Linked DNA regions of Gossypium hirsutum: regions 2 and 3 are each linked to region 1. Evidence: chromatin contacts called from public Hi-C data. All regions are on one chromosome and are shown on one strand. The core of a region is the stretch at or near the end of the contact, and the rest is flanking DNA. Distances in the headings are between cores, read along the strand shown.

Region 1 (5,155 bases), core at 1,226-3,725:
ACATGACATAGTGAATTACAATGTAATGACACTCTATCGACCAAACATGTCTAGGGAATTACAAGTCTTTGTAAATATTAGAGAGTGTAATTACTACCTTAGTAATTGCACTTTCATTCAATTACTCTGTGCTGTCCAAATAGGCCTTACATCTTCCTTCATGAAGAGTCAATTACTAACAAATACTAATTAGATAATTTAGCTCTAAGACAAATGACCCGCTGTCACGTTACTTTCCATATATTATGCAATGTCGGTGAGAGGATATCATTTACCCTTTATTAGGTTATGAATTCTACTGTTGTGAAATGATGCTACATCATGCAGAAGTTGTATACTAAACGTACTAACTTTGGGCTTCTTATCTATTTAAACTCAGGCTTTCATTTACATCAAAGTATATGAGTCATGTATACATAGTCTATTATCCACTCAGGATTAAGGTATGTCACACTATAAATGTCACAAGTGAATAGATTCGTAACGAATTTAGTATCTATACTACTTGGGTCCTGTCCGATGTATTATTTGTCTAGTCAGTCATATTTATGTCTCTGTCTTCTAGGAGTCATCCACTTCGATACCTAAGACAATGTATCTTCCCATTTAGACTTGATAAATGACATATATAATTTTCAATCGATTTACTCAATTCCGATTAAATTAAAGATGTGTTTAGATTATCTACTAATATAAGTTGTCTTTTCGAATTACGATCCGACCACGTAATTTCATTTAATATTAGTTTAAACATTAGATAATCAATGATTCAATATTTGCTTTCATTTTGCTTTGTGTGAAAAAAATGTTAAGGACATTATACAAAACATATCAATAATAGTGATGAATTTTTATTAAACCAATTTGTTCGAAAAATTACAAATATATAGACGGAATCACTACAATTAGGGCACTAAATCCAAACATAACATTCTACCAATTTTTTTAAAAATAAAAAATAGAATATTTAGTAGAATTTTTTTACATATATATATTTTAAAATATTGCGGTAATAACTTCGAATTAATTTCATCAATGTTTCTTTCATCGTGTAGAGAAGGATTTATTGATACTTACTAATAATAAAATATCGTTTCCTAAATTGAGTGAATTCATGTGTTTTGCTTTCTATAAAAAAACAATTTTTTAGTATTTTCCGAGACATCAGGAGATACAGAAAATTATTGTACTTTAAAAACTTAATTCACTCAAAAAATATAAGTGATTTATTTCAAGGGATCACAATTAAACATGAGATTTCCAACATTTGAATTTTGAATTTTTTTTTGACAACTGTGTAATTATAAATGTACCAATTTTGGATATGGTAGGGATGCTATAACTTGCTCTACGCGGAACCAACTCTCCATTTTTTTTTTTAGATTTTAACGTAGACTTTAAAATTATCAGTTTTAAAGAGGTTTTGAAATTTCTTTTTGAAAAAGTCACCGTTCACACCTAGCAAAAAAAAAAAAATTTTTGTGTTTTTCTTAAAGCTCAAAGTTTCATATTTTAATAAAATCGTTAACCTGATTTATTAATTTTTTAATTATTAACAGAAAATTGGTGGCTGCAGTTCTCTTAATCTGTGTTAGCGTTAATATTGCTTTTGTTTAATAAGTAAATCTTATGTTATTAGTGTTTGATCTGTTTTTGTTTCGAAATTGTATTCCAAAACTTGTTTTTTAATTCTTGTACTGCTTGTTGTACTGTTAATTTGCTTGGTTAAAAATTTAGGTCCTCTTTACGAAGTGTTCACACGCTTAAAACGGATCTACTCCAATAATAGGTTTTAAATTAGACCCGAAATGAATCTGAGCTTGAAAAATGAATTGGGATTCAAATTTAAAATTGATCAAGTAACCATTAGGCCTTAACAAACTGGGCCAAAGAAAATAAAAATCAAGTTCAATTTTGAACAATAAATGGCCCAATTCCAAGTATAGAAAATCTAAATAATCTCATAATTCAATAAAATCAAAGCTCAAAAAACTCGAAATTGTCTAGGCGGACATAATTTGTTGTTAACACTAATCATTTCCAGCTCTATCTTTTGACAAAAGCCTTCAATGTTCTTCGACACCATTTATTGTTGTCAGCTTTTAGATTGTCCACTATTTCACCAAAAATATGTTCAATTCGAAGGGAAAAAACAGGACCAATAAGCAACAAAGAGCGAACCCCCCCCAAAAAAATCATATTTAAAGTGGAATAAAAACATAACCCAAAATGACATCATCTCACGATATATCATAAGCCGCCTTGGGGGTCAACGAATGAGGTCTAGCCACGTTAGCTGCGAGCTCGCGTCGCCACTTTGCTATCTAACATCGACTTCGTTGTGCTATCAAGGGAAGGACACGTGTCCTCCTTGTGATACAACACATTCGGTGACGTAGGGCAAAATTACCGGTGCAGCCGGTAACTCCCTCTCTACCGTTCCCGCTAGGTATATAAGCAGACTTCTTGAAAACTCTCACTGAACTTTTTTTTCCCCAAATCAAGTCATTTAAAAAAAAAAAAACCAAAAACAGTAAAAAGTAACGTTTGCCTTTTCTATTGCGATTTTGAGGTAGTAGCTTCTCTCTTTTTCTTTAAGCAGTAATTTATTCTTCATTTTTTGTTAATAGTGTAAATCATATCATGAGTTCCAACTTTCTTTGATCGATCACTAAAAGCAGGAAAATTTACCGGTTTTTCATTTTCTTTTTTAATTTGAAGTGATTACTGCTGTTTAAGTTGCTATGAAGTTTTAATTATGGTTAATCTGTTGCTCCGAACTTTATTTTTGTAATTGGAATTCAATTACACTGAATTTTTAATGCGTGTAATCTATTTGATACTCAAGTTTAATTAGAATTTAATTAGTAGTTCGTTTCGTGATGTAGGTCTCGTGATTGCTGATATGTTCTTTTAAGGTAGAAGGGTTTTAGGTTTTCAGTTATACATTCTTGGCTTAGTGACTTGGGTCCAAAAATTAGGGTTTTTATTCAGGGGGTGTGTGGCTTTGGGAAGGGGGAGTTCAGGAAGTTCGTTTCCTTAAAATTGTGGAGATTAGGCTTGGAAAGCTTAGTGGATTTTTTTTTTTTTGTGTTTTCATTCTTGATTGATTTTGTCTTAGTGGAATAACGTTTGAAACGTTGTAACTTTGTTCTCTTGAAGCATGTGCAATTCGGATTCTAATTATTATCTGGTTTTTCTAGTATACATTGCTTTTAGATCTCTGCCAAATTGTTGAGGGCGCATTTGTTATCAGAAAGGCCTGGCTCTGGACAGCTATTTAAACTCCAGCCACCAGGGGGCAGTACATTCAATGGCACCTTCACGAGTAGCTGGAGGGTTAACTCAATCTTCCTCAAGTTCTGGAATTTTCTTCCAAGGAGATGGACAGTCCCAGGTTGTAGTTAACACTCGCTTGTGCTCACCTTATGAGAACTCATCTAATTTAATTCCTGGAACTGGGCATCCTAATCTGGCTCCTGTTTCGGGGGACATGAACAGTGCTGTCTTGAACAATGTGGCGAACTCAGGACCTAGTGTTGGGGCAAGTTCTTTTGTCAAAGATGCAAATTTGGCATTTTCAAGAGGTCCCCATTTGCAGAGAAGTGCTAGCATAAATGCAGATTCATATATGCGCCTGCCAGCATCGCCCATGTCGTTTTCTTCCAACAATATAAACATGTCAGGTTCATCGGTCATTGGTGGATCCTCTATTGGCCAGCGTGGCTCACATCAAGACCCCAGTGTCCAACAAATGCAGCAGAGTCAGCAGCTGCAGCAAGGGGCCTCAAGTGCTTCATCTTTGCCCATTTCACAAACTGGGCAAGTTTCACTTACTCTGGGTCCACGAGGCCCAGGGACTTTTGTGCAAGACCCTAATATTGTATCCCAGGTGCAGAAAAAAACTCGAGTAGATGTCAAGCAAGAAGACATTCTGCAGCAGCAGGTGTTGCAACAACTTCTGCAAAGACAGGATTCCATGCAGTTGCCAGGTCAAAACCCTCAATTACAAGCCTTGATCCAGCAGCAGAGACTTAGGCAACAACAAATGTTACAGTCAATGCCACCATTGCAGAGAGCCCACTTGCAGCAACAAATGCAATTGAGGAAGCAGTTGCAACAACAGGACATGCAGCAAGTAGCCTCAATAAAGCGTCCCTCTGATGGTGTATGTGCTCGCCGGCTAATGCAATACCTATATCATCAACGCCAAAGGCCATCTGTGAGTTTATGTTTTTTAATTATTAACTGCATGGCAGAGTCTTGTATTTTAATTGTTTTCATTTAGCAGTTTCAATCCTATTGCATCTTTTTGTGAAATTCTGCTATCCCCTTATGCAGGCTCAATTGTCTTGTTGCAGTCGAAGTTATGTAATTGTTAACTTATTGTAGAAATTTACTGTATGCTTTTATGCATGCTCTCTTTCTCGTTGTTGAAGTCTTGAGATAAACTATATTTAACTTAGTAATTGCAGAGGTTCAAAGTGTTTTGAATACTGTTATGCCTTCTTGGATTTGTAGGACAATACCATTGCATATTGGAGGAAATTTGTGGCAGAATATTATTCTCCTCGTGCCAAGAAAAGGTGGTGTTTATCTTTGTATGATAATGTTGGGAGTCATGCACATGGCATTTTCCCTCAAGCAGCTATGGTTAGTCCTTTTGCTTCTTTTTTCTAGTTTTTAATGTGAGGAATTTACCATTTTATTATGAAGTTTAGGCCTTTCTACTGTGATGTGCTGATTAACGTGCATGCATTCTTCTGCATGAACAATATTCTGCATTACTTGGCTTCTTGAATTACATGCTTTTATTCTAATATGTAAAATCCTTATTTTATTTTATTTTTTTCAGGATACCTGGCAGTGTGATATTTGTGGGTCTAAGTCTGGAAGAGGGTTTGGTAAAGATTAATGACTATTTACTTTGTTCTAGAATGGAAATTCATCTTAGTTGATTTGGTAGAATTACTTTTTTGAAATAGGGTATGAGAAAAAGACATACCTTGGTCTGTGTTTGTTAGAGAGTGCTATCTGCAGTAAATTCATTACTTTCTTTTCATTGATTTCAGTTTTATCACCTTCAGATTCCTGAGATTATAGAATATCATTTTTCTCTCTCCATGTTGATATATTGGATTGAAGAGGGACATGC
Region 2 (5,155 bases), core at 1,409-3,908, 230 kb before region 1:
TCCTAACTCACATTACTTTTCCTTTAATATATAATGATTATATATATGGTTCATTCAATCCACTGTCATAATTTCCTCTGCACTTTTTATCATACATGGTTTCCTCTCATTGGACGTGTTAGTTATTATATTACTGAATTCCCTTCCACTTAATATTGCCCTTTTTGTCAGTATATATAAAATAAGACTAAATAGTAGTATGTTCTTTATTTCCTTCTATTAGGTCTTTCTTTTTTTTCCATTTGGTCTAGAAATAGAGATACTGATATATTACACATTACTAAAAATATAGGGTTTGTAATCATCAAAAGGAAAAATATGAATTCAAACACAATAAAACTATAGAGGAGAATTAACAGTTTGGTTTCAACAGTTTATAATCATCATAGTAATTAGTAATCACTATGGTGGAGGAAGCCCCGTTTATTTTATGGTGAACTGAATGGCAGATTAGAAATTAAGGGTGGGGTTGCCCAACAATATCTAAGTACAGAAAGAATGGAAGAAAAAGAAGAAGAAGAAGATGATGATGATGATGATGATGATAACAAACCCAAGAGAAAGGCAAACCGAAGCACATCAACACACACACCAGAGAAAAATAGAGCAGAGACGTGGCATAGTGCTGCTTAGTCAAAGAAGTCCCAAGGGAATTTTGGCGGGACTGAATTATTGGCGGTTGATGTGGATGCTGAGGGGACCGGCAACGATGCTGGGGAGGAATCAAATGTCTCCCAGTTCGTGGTGACTACGACGGGCCCCGATGCTGATTGGTGGTGTTGATGGATTGGCAAATGGGCAATTGAGTTGCTCGATTGCTGCTCTTGAACTGGTGCTAGTCTTTGCCAGTTAAAATGCCTAGGCTTTTGCTCTTGGGTTGGGGCTAGTTTTTGCCCATTTGTATGCTTGTGTTGATTTTGGATTTCCATTTGACCTCCATTGTTGCTTGGCATAGCGTTTTTAATCTTCAACATATCCAATGTTTCAACATATTTTTGAACTCTTCTCACCTTCAACAATGCCAAAAGGCAAATCAGTATGGCTCTAAGTCCCAAAGAAAAGCAAATATACATTTTATCTTTCTAATTTTGAATAAACAACGGATATGGGTTTGCTTTCGGCAAATCGGGATTCTTAAGTACCTGCATTTTTCTTTGCAATTTTACATCTCCATCGGCTGTAATCGCATCTAATTTAAGCAACTGACTCATCAGCAGCTCAATCGAATTAATCAAGTCTTTCTCCGCTACTTTCCCACCTTTGGTGATTATTGTTTCAAAAGCTGACACCTAGGCAATATCCAACCAATATAATTTAAACTAAGAAAAATAATGCATAATCTCATAAATTATTATGTACCAGTATTGAATATTATGTACCTGGCCAGCAAGCCTATCAACTTCCAAGCTGACTTGGGAGATGGATTTAGATGCCTTCTCTACCTTAGCATTCTTTCTGGTCTCCAATAACCTCTTTTCTTGACTAATTGGGTCTTCAACTAAGACAATTTTGGACTTGTCCTTCACACCTGCCATATCTAGAAACGCTTTGGAATCCCTCTCCTTGTCTTTGTATAATAGCTTTTGATCTTGATGGTGTAATCCTGTTGGCCCTGTCAGCATCTTCTTCAACTCCCCTGCCACAACAATCCAAAGTAACTTTAATTGGTCTATTAGAGGTTATTATTATTAGTATTATTATTGTGAAAGATGAGAAATTTACCGAATGTAGCTTGAGAACTGATACTGATTTCGTGGTAGATGGAGCCGTATTTGACTCTAACTCTAATAGTCGGTGGTGGGATGGAATTTCGATCGGAGTCCGGGTTTCGCTTTTGTACCAACATGCCTCCGGGTCTAAGCTCCAAATCATGAGCAGCCGATTCACCTCTACCGCCACCGCCATTTGCCACCGGGGCCAACCCTGTTGCTTTTGTCTTCACTCTCATCATTTTCTTTTAACTACGATATGTTTCGTTTCGGTGACTAAAACAAAAAGAAGAAAGAAAAATTTCTACGGAGGGGAAGGAGAGATTGTTTTAGATCTTCAGAAAGAGTGAAAGCGAGCGATCTGTATCAGAAATCATGGAGAGCCATTTTTAAGACTTAAGGGGATGTTATCACGAGAGGTTCTTAAGAGTCCCACCCCAGCATTATCCGAGTCCAATTCCAACGCCCACGCGTATTTACAAAGACAACCAAGAAAAATAAAGCAGACCAAACCAAAGCAAAGACACGAAGGAAACTCCAACTCTTCGACTTCTCCCTTTTACAATAGCGTCTTACCAAAGGCAAGAAGAAAAAGAGAAAATCATCGATTCTTTCCCTGCAAGAAAACCAAACTCAACTCCTAGATCGCTGACACAAAAAGAAGAAAACTCAGATCTCTCCAACGCAAATGTAGCAGAAAAATAAAACGATGCTACGAGAATCTCCCACTTTTTCACAACAAAAAGACTGGAAAAATCAAATGTCCAACGGTGGGGAAAGACTATAATATGGAAAATGAACAATTTTCTTTCCAAATTATGAATCTGTTTCTTTTTCTCTCCCTCCTAGTAGCTCTGGGATACTCATGGAAGAATAGGGAAACGAATAAGAAAAAAAGAATATGAATAAAAAACGAGTGGACAGCTAATTGAGCAGCTTTACGACCTTAAGAAACAGATTATATAAATGTTTATTTTTTATATATTAAAAAAATAGTTTAAATAAAAAATAAATATACTTTTATGTTTTAAAATTACGGGGAAAATGAAAGGCAAACAAACAACGATGCCGCCAAATTGTGTAAAAGATTGAGAAAAAAATTATTCTTTTACCAAAATTTGGATCTTAGGTACTATTCTGCTGCGACACGATTTATCTTATAAAAGGACCGGTTGATCATTGGTACTTGCACACGTATAGTGCTCAGGGTATATCGGGGAATTCATTATAATTTTGCAATAATTCCAATCATTGACTTGATAATTATATTGACGATTTCAAACACGTGGCAGTTTAACGAAATTGGTCGAAGTTTGAACAAAGCAAAATGAAAAAGAAAAGGAAATGTTAATAATTTTAGTACGCAAATTATTCAAATTAAAAAAAAATACAAATAGGTTTATCATAAATTTTAATAAATATAAAATCAAATAAATGATAAATTAAATTTAAGGTTGCTAAATTATTAGTAAATTTATTTTTTGGTCATTCAATAATCACTAAACTATTAAAAAATTTTATTTAAATTATTGAGTTATTACAATCATCGTTGCATGACATTTTTTGTTCGCATCGTCTGCACAAATCAAAAGTTCTTATTCTCAATCTTTTTTATGTTTTAGTTTTATTCATGCAACAATTATGAACATCATAAATTTGTAAACCAAAATTCAAACAGCTTACTTCTCCTATCTCTTACACAAGTTGTCAAATTGACTTGGATCTAATATATATTCATCTACTTGTCGATTGAAACTAATCTACCGTACTGATTATCGAATTATTACTTAATGCTCGCTAGTCAGACCTTTTAAAAGAAAAATACTTAATAGTGTAGTGACATAAATAAAAAATTTTAAACAATTCAGTAACTTAAATGAAAACTTTTGAATAATTCAGTGACTATTTTATAATTTTTGAAGTTGAGTGACTAAAACCTGAACTAATTAATTTTGAACAAAGAATGAATTGAAAATGATATTTAAAATGATTTAATAAATGAGATTATGAACTAAAAAGATCATAATGTTCAAAATAATCTAGTTTATTGATTTTAATATAAAAATAATATAATAAACAATATCTTTTTATTTTATATAACAAAATTAAATATTATTTCCGATCTTAGTTATATCTAAAATTTATTTTTCAAATCATGATTTTTAAGACCACCTCAACATCCACGGGATGTTAAGTTCCTTTGTTTTGGCTAAATGGCATGTGCAAAATTTATTGTCCAAACATTTTATGATAATGAAATATTTTGAACTCAACACTAGTGAGTATCGAAGTGCTACTAACAACTTCTCGGAATTCTCCTAAAAAACTATTGAATTTTACAGACACGGAAAGGGAATTGATGTGATAGAACAGGAACTCAACTTTTGTGGATGTTGAATTCATGGATGATTTTTAATGAAGAAGTCGACACAAATAGGTGTCGACTTTAGGCATGTTTAAGCTAACCTAAACATTTCCCCTCTCCTATAAATAATGTGGTTTCATTTGGTAGAAAAGTAAAAAATAATGTAAATAATTGTCAAAATTTTCTCATTTGTGATCCTTAAAATAAATTGCACTATCTGCAAAGCTTCAGTAACTCACGTAATTAGTTAAGAGTTTTTTTTTCATAATGCATAAATTAGTGGTATAACATATGTGATTAATTTTTGTAATCAATATTATGTAATGATCAAATCATTGTTATTAAGGAAATTTTTATGTTATTATTGGTGTTACACTTGTTGAATATGTTCTAGGTATGGAATAAGGGAATTGTGCTATTATGTATAGTTGTCATGATAGTAAGTTAGCATTAATGTTGTCACTACCATTGTTATTAACAATTATTGGAGTTGTTAATTTTTTTTGTAATATTTAACAACCTTAAGATGATACATTGATTCTTGGTACAAATTCATTTAAATAGAAATATGTATTCAATTGATTGAGTCATATTTCAATTGGTTCAACATTCAACATGATCTTTAAGAGTGATGTTTCCTTGGACAGCAAGAAATTGAGGATTTTGAGGAAAATTCAAGTTGGAAATATTAAGTGCATGTCCGAAAATACAGTGTAAATACATTATCGCAGATCTCAATGATAATAAAGATATTGAGACTATGGTGTTTGGGCACCAAGAAAAGTGAGGATGTTAGTGTGGAGTTGTTGTTAGAGGTCGAACTTATTCCCAATATTGGGTATGGGATTTTGAATTACACAAGTGCATTGACTATACCAATCCCTATATATTGTCTAAATATTCCATCACTTTTGGATTGTTCCCTTTTTAGATTACTACACATTGAGGTCCACGATGCTAGAGATTCCCAATGTCAAATATTCATGGTCCCTATGTTAGAAAAATAAGTTTATTTTATGTACAACTTATGTTTTAAAATTTTCTAAAATCGACTCTGTTGTGTTATTTATAACAATAAAAT
Region 3 (5,155 bases), core at 1,368-3,867, 200 kb after region 1:
TACATAAGGACTTAGTTTTGAATAATATTTGTAAAATTGATTTGTAACTCAAATTCCTTTCAGTTTTCTTAGAGTTGTTCCACTTCGCCATTCATCTCAAGTGCAGGTGTACCATGTATTTTGAGTTTAAATGAGCCTAGAAATTGATTTATAATTTTTCGTAAACCATTGAGATGATATGACAATGTTTATGGAAGTATGAAATTATAAATGGTTATATTACTGTCTAAGCGATAACTTAACGAAATTAATATTAATTACATTATCACTTGAGCGATAGCTCAAGCTGCCTGAGCGACTCTTTATCAAAAATACAACTAATAACTCCAATTCCACCTAGGCGGGAGCTTTGGCCACCTGGGTGGTGGTTGAACATATCTTTACTCTTTTGGTTTTATTTAATTTCTTATAAAATTCTTTAAGGATCTAAGTAACCTTTAAGACATTAAGTAACATTCTTATATTTTACAAATTACTTAGTTCTTTTGCTTTAATTGACACTGTAAGATTTTTTTAACTTTGTTTTGGAAAACATAAAACTCATTTTGAATAGAATTTAAATATTTTCTATAGTTTTATGAAAATGTTTTCAAGTTTAAAATTTCTTGAATAAATTAAAGGTATTTTCCTTGTTAGTGATTTGGTAGCACCATCCATTTGTACCATATCGATACATAGCTCGATTTAAAAAATCGGATCAAAACTAATTCTTTTGATTCCCAAAAAATCCAGGGCATTACACTCGTTATTCTCTCTTTCCTCATTTTTTCCTCTATTGTTTTCGCTTTTCTTAGTAACCCAATGAAATAAACTTTTGTATAAGCCGTCAAAGGTGGATTATACCATCTAAGAAATATAGAGCTTGTGATACCCATAACCATAGTTTTTGCAAAAATAGAATATACATAGATTTTTATTAGACCAAGAAGTTCTTAAAAGCAGTTGGGTTTCCACAATAGCATTCTAGAATCACAATGGATAGCTCCATTACTTTCTTTTCTTCTTCTTCTTTTTTCATGGCTTCAATGTCGGGAAAAAAACAAATAGGTATAAAAATGGATGAAGTTAGGGCTTGTAAGAGTAAGAACAAATTTATTTGTTAATAAAATATAATAAATATAAATTAATTATGAAACAAAATACATGAAAAATATATGACAAATTTAATTAATTATACTAATTTGTCATTACTCCATTAACAATAATTAATGATTGAACGATTATTTTATAACAATCTAATAACATTAAGGATGATTCCGTAATTGAAAAAAAACATTGAAAGATAATTTTATAATGATTATTTATGCAATTTACCTTTTAAAAGGAAATTATAAAAAGATTTCAAAAGCTTTTGTAAAATAAACGCACACACCTAAGTTTATGGAAAATATGCATGTTTTACCATAATGTTGAGTAGGGGTAAGTGTTCGATTGAATCGAATCGAATGAAAAAATTTCGAGATGATTGAGTTGACGAATCTTATTTTATAATCCTAACTCTATTTGAAATTTTCTCGAATCAAATCGAGTGAGATGAAATTTAAATCAGACCGAATATATTTGTTTGAGTTAAATTAAAAAATGACTTTCGTGTTGTTTCAAAATCAATTAGGGATGAAACATCTTAAAAGTAGTTAATTAATTATTTTAAGCACAATTCTAAAATTTACTCAAAACAGGATCCAAATCCAAGTTGTTATTCCAACTTAAATAATAAGCAAAAAGTAAAGACATTGATACTTATCAACAAACTACAATAGTAAAAAGAATTATGGGGTTACCTTTCATTCTGAAAATTGAAGAAGACGATCGGGATTTCCTCGATTCAACTAGGGTCTTCGAATTTACATAAATTGACTAGCAAAAACAATATGCTAAACTAGTAAATTAAAAAAATTACTAAACTTTAAGTCTTGATTTCCATAATAAAATATAAGAAAAAAAATTAATGCAATGAACAAAGAAGTCAATTGCTGCTCTTCTGAGCAAATTTGCAATTTGTTAGTTCGTGAGTGAAAGAGGTAATAAGCTGAACCTATAACAATCCCACAAATCTAAAATAAAAGTAAAAGTGTTTTATAACCAAACCTGGACTGCTGGGTATGAGGTTAAGGAGATGCAAAAAAGTCGAGGTGAAGACTGAAGAGAACGGAGCAGCTAGAAGGAACACTAGTTTCGAAGATCCAAGGGCAGTTCGTTTTACAACAGCAACATCAACAACCTTTGCCACAACAACAAATTTTACAACAATGATATCAACAACACCCAGTAGCAATAGCTGTGGTGAGGGACGGAAACCGAAAACGGGTGAGGGATTTGCCTAACCTCATAAACTGATGAAGAAGAACTAAAGAAGGATGAAAATGGTGCGGTTGACCAGAGGAAGTAAAAGGATATGGGGAGAAAAATGTAAAATAATTATTAATTAAACTAAATAATATAAATTTAAAATTTAAAATAATATATTATGATATTCGATTTATTCGAATTATTTGAGTTAATCAAATTCAAAAATTCAACTCAACTTAAATTTGAAATTTAAAAATATTAAATTAATTTAAATAACTCGATTAACTCGATTCAAATAATTTAAAATTAGAATATTTTTTTTTGACTTTTTCCTATTTCACCCCTAATTTTGAGCAAACCCAGGCGCGTGTAATACATGGTATCTTAGGGACGCGTATCGTTTGGGTGTTGTGAATTGTGGTTCGTTTCATTGGGTACAAAATCCCAAGTTTCTCCGGCTCTTCCCTTTTAACTCCTTTCTGTTCCTCTCGTTCTTTTTCACCCACAAAAGAAAAATATGCTTATACTACAATTAACCATGCCTTCAAGTGCTCGTCTAGTTCACAGGCAATGAATCATGGGCCTTTTCCGGCGACTCTTTGGCGCCAAGAAGCCTGCCCAACAACGCCCCGACAAAGACAGGAGGCGTTGGAGCTTTACCAGATCTTCCCATCCCACGTCTTCGACTTCTCATCTTGATGCCCTTTCTGGTCCATGCAATGGCACATTGGATGCCAACAAGCGCGCCATAGCAGTAGCAGCCGCCACTGCTGCTGTAGCTGAGGCTGCTCTGGCTGCAGCGCATGCGGCGGCTGAGGTTGTTAGGCTGACAAGTGGTGGTGTTGGCAGCGCCGATGGGAGCAACCGACGCCTCCCACAAGAACTAGCGGCTGTTAAGATACAGTCCGCTTTTCGAGGTTATCTGGTTAGTATTTTCTTCTGTTCTAAATTTTATTTTATTCTTGCTTGAACTTTTTTATTACGTTGTCTAAATTGGGGCTTTAGGTTCATTTATTGCCGATGATGGCTAAGAATTCTTGTTAGTTATTTTCCTTAGTTTTTTCAACTGGAAACAGAGCTGTGGTTGGTATTCTTTTGAGCCCTCTTGCACCTTTATAAATTTCAAAAACACCTCGAAAAGCCCCCTTTTTTTAAAAAAAATATTTTTAGAGCTTAAAGATGCTTAGAAGGTTGCTTTGAGAGTGTATTTGGTACACCCATCTTGACAAAGGCTTCAACTGGGAATGGATGGTCCCATAAGAAGAAGAAGGAAACAAGAACAAAGAAAAAAAAAGCTGTGTTGAAAAGGGCCAGTAACGAACGCCGACAACGAAAGGTGGTCATTTCGCCATCAGGCTTTTCTTTCACAAGTAGCAACTCACCAGGGATGAGAAGCGATTCCCCGTTATCCTCTAAAACCATTCTAACCATCTTCACTGTCTTATTCGTCATTTCTCTCTCTCTCTTTATTTTTATTATTTAAAAGAAAAAAAAGTCCATTTATTCCTTCAAAATTGTAATGCCGTACGTGGAAGTCTTCCACACGTGTGTTCTACTTCATATTGAGTATGTGTGACGTCATGTGCTTCCTAGTGCGCTTTGGGTTTGCATATAAGATGCTGGTACTCTTCTATGAGACCGCATGTGGGTTTGCACGACTATATAAGTGAACTCACATCTAGAAAATACATGCATCTATCTACAATATCACATCCATGAATAATAACTATATCATATAAATACACAGTTTAACCCATTTGAAATACTCAACAGACTTGTTTGACTAAATTCATCTGGTCTTTCCCCTCATGTCTCCTACTGGTTTTTAAAGACTAGCAGTTAAAAGATTTAGAAGAATTCAGACAAAAATATTTCTGCCCAAATGGTTGTTCTATAGAAATTTTCGGCCAAAGTTGGTTGCTCGCTTTCTGAGACATCTCTCACTATTAACATGCAGGCTAGATAATGTTTATCTTCATATTCCACCAAAACTGAAATAATGCTTCCAACTCAGATGGCTACTTTTTATATGTTATAACATTAACTTTATCACTCATTATTAATTTTCCTTTGAAAGCTAGTTAGTTTTGGAATTTCTTTTAGATTCTATTCCTGTATTTTAAATTTGTCACCGGTTCAATGTTTATTGAGGTTTGAACTCATACATTAAAGTTATGCGAGACGAATATGCTCATTTTAATAAGTAGGGTCATGCCATCATACCCTTATTTTCACAGATATAGGGAAAAAAATGAAAAGTCATGAAGAAAAGAGAACAGCTAAAGTTTCTTTTCCATGCCTTGTGCATTCCCGGTGTTACATGCATGACTATTCACTGCATTTGGCCTCCTTCACGTTTTCCATATAACTGGAGTGTTCTTAGAGGAGAAGATATGAGATGAACACAGCTTGCAATAATTAATTGACAAAGTTACTTTGTTGAGATGCCTATTCATTAAACAATAGGGTTAAACTTTTTTGGAAAGCTGTAAAGTCTTGGTTAATACTAAAAAGAAATATTTAGTATGATCTCTAGGTGGGAGAGGCTGTTCTCTTTTCTGTTACTTCACTATAGATAATGATTTTATCAATTTGTCTGTTTCTTTTCCGGATTGATGTCGGTCTGGTATGAATAATTTTTTAGAATCTCTGGGCTAATGCATCATTACATGCTTTAGCTTCTGGCAGGACTAAAGAAATGTCAGTCTGTTGTTTTTCTTTCTTTTGTTTTTCTTGTGCAAAGATCTTACAAGGGTTATCATTCAGTCAATTGGTTGGTATTGAATGGTTTTGGATAGTCTCTTATGGAAATGATGCTGGATCTTTTACTTTTGCTGGCACTTGGTCTAGGCACGGAGGGCACTGA

Evidence for each region. A called contact is a pair of places that touch in the nucleus more often than the background predicts.
Region 2: a Hi-C map of leaf shows a contact between it and region 1, with 2.4 times the contacts expected there. The contact joins the promoter of LOC107912685 here to the promoter of LOC121203502 in region 1. A contact is called at or near these places in 14 of 34 Hi-C or Micro-C datasets (callus, fibers, hypocotyl and 2 more).
Region 3: a Hi-C map of leaf shows a contact between it and region 1, with 3 times the contacts expected there. The contact joins the promoter of LOC107962679 here to the promoter of LOC121203502 in region 1. A contact is called at or near these places in 12 of 34 Hi-C or Micro-C datasets (callus, hypocotyl, leaf and 2 more).

The regions. Positions count from the first base shown.
Region 1 is chrD08:34,798,925-34,804,079 of Gossypium_hirsutum_v2.1, forward strand. It overlaps LOC121203502 (probable transcriptional regulator SLK2), which reads left to right and starts at 2,476. Exons shown (of 10, transcript XM_041100130.1): 1 at 2,476-2,572; 2 at 3,204-4,222; 3 at 4,522-4,653; 4 at 4,856-4,904. The coding sequence starts at 3,314.
Region 2 is chrD08:34,572,166-34,577,320 of Gossypium_hirsutum_v2.1, forward strand. It overlaps LOC107912685 (BAG family molecular chaperone regulator 1), which reads right to left and starts at 2,659. Exons shown (of 4, transcript XM_016840986.2): 1 at 1,723-2,659; 2 at 1,380-1,636; 3 at 1,143-1,289; 4 at 360-1,010. The coding sequence starts at 1,951. The coding sequence ends at 630.
Region 3 is chrD08:34,998,093-35,003,247 of Gossypium_hirsutum_v2.1, forward strand. It overlaps LOC107962679 (protein IQ-DOMAIN 14), which reads left to right and starts at 2,618. Exons shown (of 3, transcript XM_016899154.2): 1 at 2,618-3,214; 2 at 5,140-5,155. The coding sequence starts at 2,867. It overlaps LOC107963547 (a long non-coding RNA gene), which reads right to left and starts at 2,420. Exons shown (of 3, transcript XR_001701966.2): 1 at 2,089-2,420; 2 at 1,782-1,857; 3 at 684-1,020.